3 separate regions of the Mus musculus genome follow, and regions 1 and 3 are each linked to region 2. The links are chromatin contacts, called in public Hi-C and promoter capture Hi-C maps. All regions are on one chromosome and are shown on one strand. Each heading gives the region's core, a stretch centred on a gene start, on an enhancer-like site or on the middle of the called end of the contact. The rest is flanking DNA. Distances are from core to core; before and after follow the strand shown. Region 1 has its middle 36 kb from the start of Gm32585. Region 2 overlaps Ncor2 (nuclear receptor co-repressor 2). Region 3 overlaps Gm32585 (a long non-coding RNA gene).

Region 1 (2,700 bases), core at 83-2,582, 160 kb before region 2:
GTGGATGTACCCATTTATAATCCCAGCACTGGGGGGGGGGGGGGCAGAGACTGGTAGATCAGATCCCGAAGAGCCAGCCAGCCTAGCCTAACTGGGGAGCCCCAGGTCCCGGTGAAAGACCCTATCTCTCAAAAAGCAAGGTACAAGAGCAGTTAGTGTCAAGAGAGATGGCTCAGTGGTTAGGAGCATTTATTGCTCTTCCAGAGGACGTGGGTTCAGTTACCAGCTCCCACATGGCAGCTTACAATCTTCTGTAACTCCAGTCCCTGGGGACACCTGTTGTCCTCTTTTGGCCTCTGTGGCCTCTGTATTCATGTGGCGCACATACAAGCAAGCAAAACACCCATACACAGAAAGTATTAAAATAATTTTTAAGCTGTTCCTACCCCAGGACCTTTGCCCTACCTGCTGGACCCTTCAATGTCCTCTCTTTCTCTCTCGCTCTCCCTCCCCCTACCCCTTCTTCTCCCTCTTTCCCTTCTCTAAAGTTCTACTATATAGCCCAGGCTGCCCTGGAACTCAACTATGGATAGACCAGGTTAGCCTCAAACTCAGAAAGTGCTAGGATTAAAGGTAGCCTTGGGGTAGCCACACCCTCTCCAAAGCCACTGCCTTTCCCCATCAATATCTGGGATCATCCTTAATAAAAGGTTAAGATCTGGGAGGAGATATTCCTCAAATTACCACAGAATCTTACTTTAAAAGAGAGACCCGAGTGAGGTGTCTGCCCTACCAACTCCAGTTGGGAAGAGTTCAACTCAGGACTTTGCTGCAGAAGCTGCAATCCCAGAGGGCTCCGTGGAGGAGAAGCCATGATCCTCTCAGGTTCACCCCTTTTGGGCTCCAAGTGATGCCTTTATTCCCAAACTCTCCTGAGAGCCCCAGTCCCCCTTCTCCAAGCCCAAACTGTGTCTCCAAGCTCATGGTCCCCGCCCAGTGCGGACTAGAACAATCTCTTCAAGAATGCCCACGGTCAAGGTCAGGGCCCCTCGCCTGGGGAAGGTAAGAGTCTGGGCCAAGCCATCTGTCTGAGAACAATTAACGATAACCGAGCCAGCTCATCGGGCTCAGGTCACAGGGGGATGGCGCTGTGGGGGTGAGAAGTCCCAGAAGATTCCCCGTTGAATAAGCCTTCCTGTGTGGGGGCCAAGAAAAACCTGCCGAGTGGGAGCAGGATCCCGGAGCAAGAGGAAGCTTGCCCAGAGGCTCCACCAGGCAGGCAGGCAGGCCTGGCAAAGACGGGGTGGAGGTGGGGGGCTCTGACGCAGGCAGGCGGGCGGGCGAGCCTCACAAAGCAGTCTCAGCTGCCGAAGCGTGGGACCATCTGGCGAGGGCTGGCGGCGGAGCAGCGTGTTTGCGCAGTGTTGGGCTTCCTTTCTACAAACACGCCACACACTGTGAGGGGGTGGCTGGCGGCCACCTGGGTGAGGGGAGTTGGTGGGCGAGGGCCCTTCCCAAGCTGGGGAGGAAAGAGGCCCCATGGGGTGGGGACCTCTTTGAACAGACATCTTCTCCCGCCAGGCTTTGCTGGGAGCCTCCTGCTCCGATCCGTGCCCCTGTGCTTCGGAGCCCTCTCTCCCCTCCAAGGGAGCAGTAGCTTTCTGGCCAACCTTGACTATTTATCCACATAAGGTTCAGCTCTCTGACTCGTTTTTCTTTGTGTTAATTTGAATAAGTTACATGTATTGAATAAGTACAGCTAGAGCTGTGTACTTTGTGTCTTTTAGAAAAAGAACTATCCAGAAGGTCTGGGCAGCAGCCCAGCAGGCCAGGGCCAAGGTCAGCTGGAGCTGGGCGGAAGTGGCTGCCCCTGCAGCCAGGTGATGGCTTTGTGCCCGTTTTTTCTGCTTACTGGTTCGACATTCAAGGGAGAGCTACCCACTACCCCACTGGCTCCCATCAGCCTGAGATATTCTAGGGATATGGGACTCCTGATGCAAAATTGGGACAGTCCCAGGCATGCATGGGTAGACCTGTCCGGTGACCCTATTTGAGATAGTAAGGGTAAATACGATTCATATCAGATTCTCAGCATCCCACAAGAGGGGCGACTGGTGACAGACAGGCAGGAACAGGTATGGTTGGATCAAGCTGCATGGTGAGATTATGGCTTATCCCAGGAAGACCATCTTCACCCTCAGAGTGGGGGAGGTAACACAAGGCCAGAGTGTGGCCAGGCAGGGACATCCCACATCCTGTGGGGACAGAGCTGACAGAGTAACCCATGGCCCAGGACAACAGATGCACCTCAGCCTTCCAACAGGGACAGCGGGTGATACACTTGGATGTGAAATCTCAAGCCAGGACCCTCTGATGACAGGCAAAAAGCCACACGGTAGATGCCATTCCCCATCAGAGAGTCAGGATGAGGACCGGCAAAGAGGCCAGCCTCCGGGGAAGTCCGTGTTCCTGAGAAGCTGGTAGAGGCCAGAAGAGGGCATCTGATCCCCTGGAACTGGAGTTAGAGATGGCTGTGAGCCATCATGTGGGTTGCTGAGAACCGAATCTGGATCCTCTGCAAGAGCAAGTGTTTTTAACTTGTGAGGCATCTCACTGACCCATGGGTAGCTAGCTATTTTGGAGTGTCTAAGCATAGTATGATAGCAGTCAACTAGAGAGGATAGAAAGTTCAAGGCCTGGGCTGGAGAGATGGCTCAGTGGTTAAGAGCACTGACTGCTCTTCTGAAGGTCCTGAGTTCA
Region 2 (2,700 bases), core at 134-2,633:
GGCTTACACACTTGCTGAGCTCAGACCCCTGTGGAGGGGATTGGGGACTGGAACAGTCACAGCCCCTGAGCCACTGGAGTGCTTCATGGGTCCCAGGTAGAGCATGAGAAAGGGTCACCTTTGGCCACCATTTCGCCCCTCCCCTCTGTGGCGACTGGGCTCTTTCAGCTCTCTGCCAGCTTCAGGCCCCCTGCCTTGACTTCCTGTCTTGGCCAATTTCACTTCCTAAGTAGCTGCCTCTGAAATTCCTTCCTTAGAAATTAGTGGGGTGGGAGAACCCAAGACCGCAAGGCAGGCTGGCAAAACTGTTGCACCGAGCACACAGGCCCAACACTCCCAGGACAGACATTCAGGGGATCTTCATGGATCCCTGCCTCTGACACTCAGGTGTCTAGAGCTCCTTTTTGAGAGAGCCATTTGCAGCTCAATCAAAACCCATGAGTGTGGAACAAAGAGCTGGTCTTTGGGGAGTAGATGCTATGGAGATGAGAGGCCACCCTACCCCCATCCCTAGAGCCAGCCGCAGGGCCCAAAATGCTCCTTGGGCAGATGTCCTGGGGCCTTCTCTGGGGTTGGGAGCAGTAGAGCTGTCTGTTCTCTGTAGCTCTCCAGCCTTAGGAGCTTTGGGGTGTCCTTCCAGGAGCACCCTGACATTTTCACAGGGGGTATGCTTGCATAGGCCCCCTTTGGAGTTCCCTGTGGAGCACGGTGGGATTCTGTGGGAATGACCTGTGTCCTCAGCAGGATTAGGAATCTCTCCACCAGCCGGCCGGGATACAGGGAAGCACCATCTTTCTGTCCCAGTCCCCTGGACTTCTAGAACAGAATGGAAGGGCAAGGGCTAGAGGGAAGAGTTGGTTCTAGAAGTCAACCTGACGGGATGCTGCTCTAGGAGGCTGCTTAGTTGTCTTGGCCTCCCGGGAGCCCTTGGGACCTTGCAGCAGGTGTTCTCGGAGAATAGAGGATGTATTAGGTAACCAGGGTCCCCAGACCCTTGGCCAGACCTCTGGGAGTCCCATACCTCCCCCCCCCCCCAAATGGCTGTGGTGTTGGAGTACTCCTAAGTACATCCCAAGTTCCCCACCCTCCACCCCCATAGAAAGCCTTGGCCACCCACAGCCCTCCGAGAGGTCCAGGCTTTGGGGGCCTGTGAGGAAAGGGGGGGTGCGACCGCAGGTGGAACCGGCTGGCTGGCGGGAGGGCTGGCTGGCGGGCGGGCGGAAGAGGCTGCTTGCTCCCTGCCTGCCGGGGGTGGGAGCTCTGTTTTTCTGGATCCCTCAGTCTGTTCTTACCGCTGCTGACGCTGCCACGGATGGGGAGAGAGGGAGGGAGCCTGTGCCAGTTGGCCCGCCCAGCCGAACCTGGGCCTGTGCCCGGCCCCCGCCCGCCCCCGCCCGCCGCGTCTGGAGGTCACATTCAGTCCTGACGCGGCTCGTTGGGTCAGGCAGCAAGAAGAGCCGCGCGGAGCCCTGGGTCCCACAGCCCAGCCGTTTAGGGACACGGCTGCCTGGCCCTGTCTTGCCCGGGGCTTTTGGATTTCTTGTGGCTTGGTGGGTCTGGGGGCTCCGGGACAGCACCCTCACCAAGTGTCCTCTCTGAGACACTGGTGCCTGGAAGATCTGCGGACGCCGCGTGCGCACTGGTGACGCCTGGCACAGAGAAACCCAGCACACAGAACTGACAACTTCCCGCTGCTGCCGTAGCCCTCGCTCCCTTCCCAAGCAGGAAGGGCACTGCTCTGTTCTTTGGGGCAGCTGGTAGCTGCAGCCGGAGGAGTCCTGGGGCCATCCCCAGTGCCTGCTTTTGCCCTCTCGGCTCCTGAGGATGTGAACAGAGGTAGAACCGGGGGATACCAGCAAGAAGCCCTAAGGAGCCTTGCGGCCACAGCCTCCTAATCACCGCTCCGCTCCCTGGAGCATCCTTCCAGCCGGATGTTTCCGGAAAACTTGGCCGAGGGGGAGACGCAGATGAGAGGATGTGAGTGGTCCCCAGCTGGCGGGGCAAGAGGGTGGGGTTGGCTGGTGACGGGGACTTCTATGGGGCTACAGGAAATTTCAGCTGCACATGTGGTGGTGGTGGGGTCTTGGAATTTTGGACCCGTGGCCTGGCGCTCCTTCTTGCCTTTCTAGGGTGCAGCCAAGATCCCCTGGAAGGAGGCTGTACTTAGTCTTAGCTCCAAGCGTGCCTGGGGCATTCTCAGCGGGGCTTCCCCGGGGTGGACAGAGCAGCTGGGCTGTCTCTACGACACGGGATATGAAGTGCTCCTGTGCACAGCACCCTAATGTAAGGTTCCTAGAACAAGAGTAGAGGAAGCTCCTGTCTCCCCAGGGCTGTGTGGCACACTCTGGGAAGGGCCTCCCCAACAGCTCTGCCCAGTGCTCTTCCCTGACCACACGTGTTCGGGAACAGCTGAGCGTCATCCCCCCCACCCTGACAGTTTCTAGCTTTTATAGGCTGAGTTAGTTGGGAGACCCAGCTGTTCTGACTCCCTATTGACCTAACTGAATTTGGAAATGTCTGTTCCCCGGGGTCGGGCCACCCTCCCCTCCCAAGTCTTCATTGCACCCCACCCCCAACAGCTCCAAATGGAGACCTGCCCTGGGGTTCCGGGCCTGCGATCCCTCGGCCTGACGTGTTTGTTGGGCCCTCTTGGACGGCACTCGGGTAATATAAATAAACGCAGCCCCAGCCGCCAGGTTC
Region 3 (2,700 bases), core at 170-2,669, 190 kb before region 2:
CTTTTCTTTTCTTTTCTTTTCTTTTCTCTTCTCTTCTCTTTTCTCTCTCTCTTTCTTTCTTTCTTTCTTTCTTTCTTTCTTTCTTTCTTTCTTTCTTTCTTTCTTTCTTTTTTTTTGAGACAGGGTTTCTCTGTATAGCCCTGACTGTCCTGGAACTCACTCTGTAGATCAGGCTGGCCTTGAACTCAGAAATTCGCCTGCCTCTGCCTCCCGAGTGCTGGGATTAAAGGCGTGTGCCACCACACCCGGCCACCATACCCATTCTTAAAATGGTACACCACCCTGTTCTGAGCATCAGAAGGGAGTGGTTCATCTCAGCATCTTTAGTAATTGTTATCCTTACCTACTGTGGGATAAAGAAAGAAACCCAGAGAGGCCAGGTACTTTGCTCAGGGACCTGCAACAATGACATCTTCCTCATGTCCTCAAGAAAACCTTCACTTGCTGACCGTGGTGGCACACACCTTTAAGCCCAGGATTCAGGAAGCAGAGATAGGAGATAGAACTCAGAGTTCCAAGCCTGGTGTGCAGAGCAAGTTCCAAGTCAGCCAGGGCTACATGTTTCAAAATAAAACAGAAACAACCTTCATCTCTCCTTTTACTCTAAATCTGGGACACACACACACACACACACACACACACACACACACACCACATGAACACAAGCCAGTATGCGCGCGCCCTGAGTGCACCACCCTGCTTGCACACAGAATGGTAATTTGGGGCAGGAGGGGCCTAGGGGCCTCTCTTATTCCCTCTTAGGGACTGAGATCACTGTGGCTTCCTGTCCCGTGTCGTGATTCATGGCGCGTCTAAGGTGCCCGCCACAGCGTGAGCTCATCCAAATCCCGTCTATTGTCTGAGCCGCTCCAGGAGACACATCTGAGGCTGGGGATCACAGTGGCTCATTTATGACGCCAGCCTCCCCACGGCGTAAGGCAGAGGCAGAGCTGCTGAGCTCAGAGAAAGATCGGGTTGGCTCGCCTAATCCCCAGAGGAGCCAGAGCGCCCGAGGCGAGCCGAGATGAGCAAAGGTTCTGGATTCTCCAGGCAGACAGCGCATCCTGTTTCCTGCAGCGGGGGTCCCAGGAGGGAACTCAACGCTGCCGCCATGGAGTGGCAGATGGCTCACGGCATCTTGAACTTACCGCTGCTGGAGATGGGCCTCAGGCCCCCTTCTTGGCATTTCACATCTCTGCCAAGCTGAACCATCTGTCTATGCCGGACTAAGGACTCAGGGTCACCCCTGGCTGCTTCTCCCTCCACCCCCCCCCCACCCCCGCCCCCAGCCTGTTCTGCAACCATTTCATTAGCGAGGATCACAGTTCCTGGTTCCAGCCACCTTTGTTGCCTGGACCCTGTGCACTAATCCAGTCCTCTGGGTTTCCAGTGGCCACGCCTTCCCCTACCAGCTTCATCTCTTAAGCAGCAGCAGTCTGTTAAATCTGTTACAGCCCAAAGCATCTACTCTCCTCCTGTGACTCCCACCTTCCTTAGAGCGAAGATCCCGGTTGCCCTCCCCTCATGCCAGTGGCGCCCTTCCTCTCACGCCAGTGATACACTCCCCCCCCCCCCACACACACACACGGGTGACCCCTTTTGCCCTTCACATCTGCCTTCCTGATGGCTTCCACTGGTTTTTGGAGGCAGCCCTGCCTCGGGACCTCTGCCTAGGCTGCTCCACACCCTGAGCTGCTCCTGGCTGGTGCTCACTTCTTTGCAAGTGCAGGCAAAATCAGATCTGCTGCTGCTGGCAGCTGGAGGTCCCTCGGCGCCCCCCCCCCCCCCAGCCTCCCACTCTGCATTTTTCCAGGCTGGCTCAGGATTGTGGCCTGTCACCAGCTCAGAACTAACACACAGCAGGGTCTCTCTGACTGTCTACCAAATGTGGGCACTTACATCCACAGTGGGCCAGGCACCGGGAGAGACTCAGATCCGAGCAGACAGCAGATACAAAGTACAATTGAGCAGTGGGGTCAGGAAGGCGGCTGGCCCCCTGGTGTGACCTTCTATGTGGCCAAGAAGGATCCAGGAAGTGGAACCTGAATGCAGTGTGCCTCCTAGCTGGCTCCAAATCGGCTCCCCAGCCAGGGCTAGGCGCTTCGAGATGCTCAGTCCGTTTCAGAACTTACCTGAGCCTCAGATCACACAGGACTGTCATATTTTGCTCTGAGGATAGTGATGAGGCCAGGCTGGGAGTAGAGCCTGTTCTCATGTCTTTCCCTGGGAGGAAGAGAAGACCCACTTGTCTTCTATTCCCCTGTGAGGCCTCTGTGCCCAGGGCCGGTAGCTGATATGACTGAGTTGAGGCTCATCCTGAGACCCCTGGCCTTCCTGCTTCCTAGCCTTCTGTCTCTATGAGCAAGTCTCTGACCACAGGACCTTTGCACCTGATGGACTTAATCTGTAGTCTTCTTCCTTTCTCCTCTCCCCCCACCACCCGCACACATACCCCCCCCACCCCTGCTGCCACACATATTGGGTCCCTTAGGAGCCTCCCTCTCCCTCGGCTTGGCTGGCTCCCTGCTGCAGGTCCCCAATGCTCTGAAAAAAGAAAATCTATTTAAGACACGAAGAAACGGGGGAGAGAAGGGAGTTGTGCCACAAGCTGTGACACACAGAGACTCAGCTAAGAAGCAGCCAGCCCCCCAGATGGCAAGAGGCCCCGTGGGAGGCAGCTGCAGCTGTCACATGCAGATG

The links. Hi-C and Micro-C count contacts between places; a contact is called where the count stands out from the background. Capture Hi-C pulls out chosen DNA fragments and counts their contacts.
Region 1: a promoter capture Hi-C map of pancreatic islet shows a contact between it and region 2. The contact joins two enhancer-like sites. A contact is called at or near these places in 1 of 484 Hi-C or Micro-C datasets (liver), 9 of 115 datasets of contacts at active chromatin or transcription factors (the SCID.adh cell line, SST interneurons, embryonic basal ganglia and 5 more) and 3 of 9 other capture datasets (adipose tissue, liver and pancreatic islet).
Region 3: a contact with region 2 is called in a Hi-C map of bone marrow-derived macrophages, with 40 read pairs. The contact joins two enhancer-like sites. A contact is called at or near these places in 4 of 484 Hi-C or Micro-C datasets (bone marrow-derived macrophages, cerebral cortex, muscle stem cells and 1 more), 18 of 115 datasets of contacts at active chromatin or transcription factors (SST interneurons, bone marrow-derived macrophages, craniofacial prominence and 12 more) and 4 of 9 other capture datasets (adipose tissue, embryonic stem cells, liver and 1 more).

Annotation. Positions count from the first base shown.
Region 1 is chr5:125,214,638-125,217,337 of GRCm38.p6, reverse strand. No RefSeq gene overlaps it. Among named protein-coding and RNA genes, the nearest start is that of Gm32585, 36 kb to the left of the region's middle. RefSeq lists an enhancer at 585-2,375. Within about 2 kb of position 1,332, at least 200 of the 459 cell types and tissues checked have an H3K27ac peak or open chromatin away from gene starts, as enhancers often do. A contact at or near this core is called in SST interneurons, liver and pancreatic islet, where this site is marked.
Region 2 is chr5:125,057,119-125,059,818 of GRCm38.p6, reverse strand. All of the region lies in intron 17 of Ncor2 (nuclear receptor co-repressor 2), which reads left to right. Among named protein-coding and RNA genes, the nearest start is that of Rflna, 55 kb to the right of the region's middle. Within about 2 kb of position 1,383, at least 178 of the 459 cell types and tissues checked have an H3K27ac peak or open chromatin away from gene starts, as enhancers often do. A contact at or near this core is called in SST interneurons, bone marrow-derived macrophages, cerebral cortex and 8 more, where this site is marked.
Region 3 is chr5:125,244,085-125,246,784 of GRCm38.p6, reverse strand. All of the region lies in intron 2 of Gm32585 (a long non-coding RNA gene), which reads left to right. Among named protein-coding and RNA genes, the nearest start is that of Gm32585, 7.0 kb to the left of the region's middle. Within about 2 kb of position 1,419, at least 227 of the 459 cell types and tissues checked have an H3K27ac peak or open chromatin away from gene starts, as enhancers often do. A contact at or near this core is called in SST interneurons, bone marrow-derived macrophages, cerebral cortex and 7 more, where this site is marked.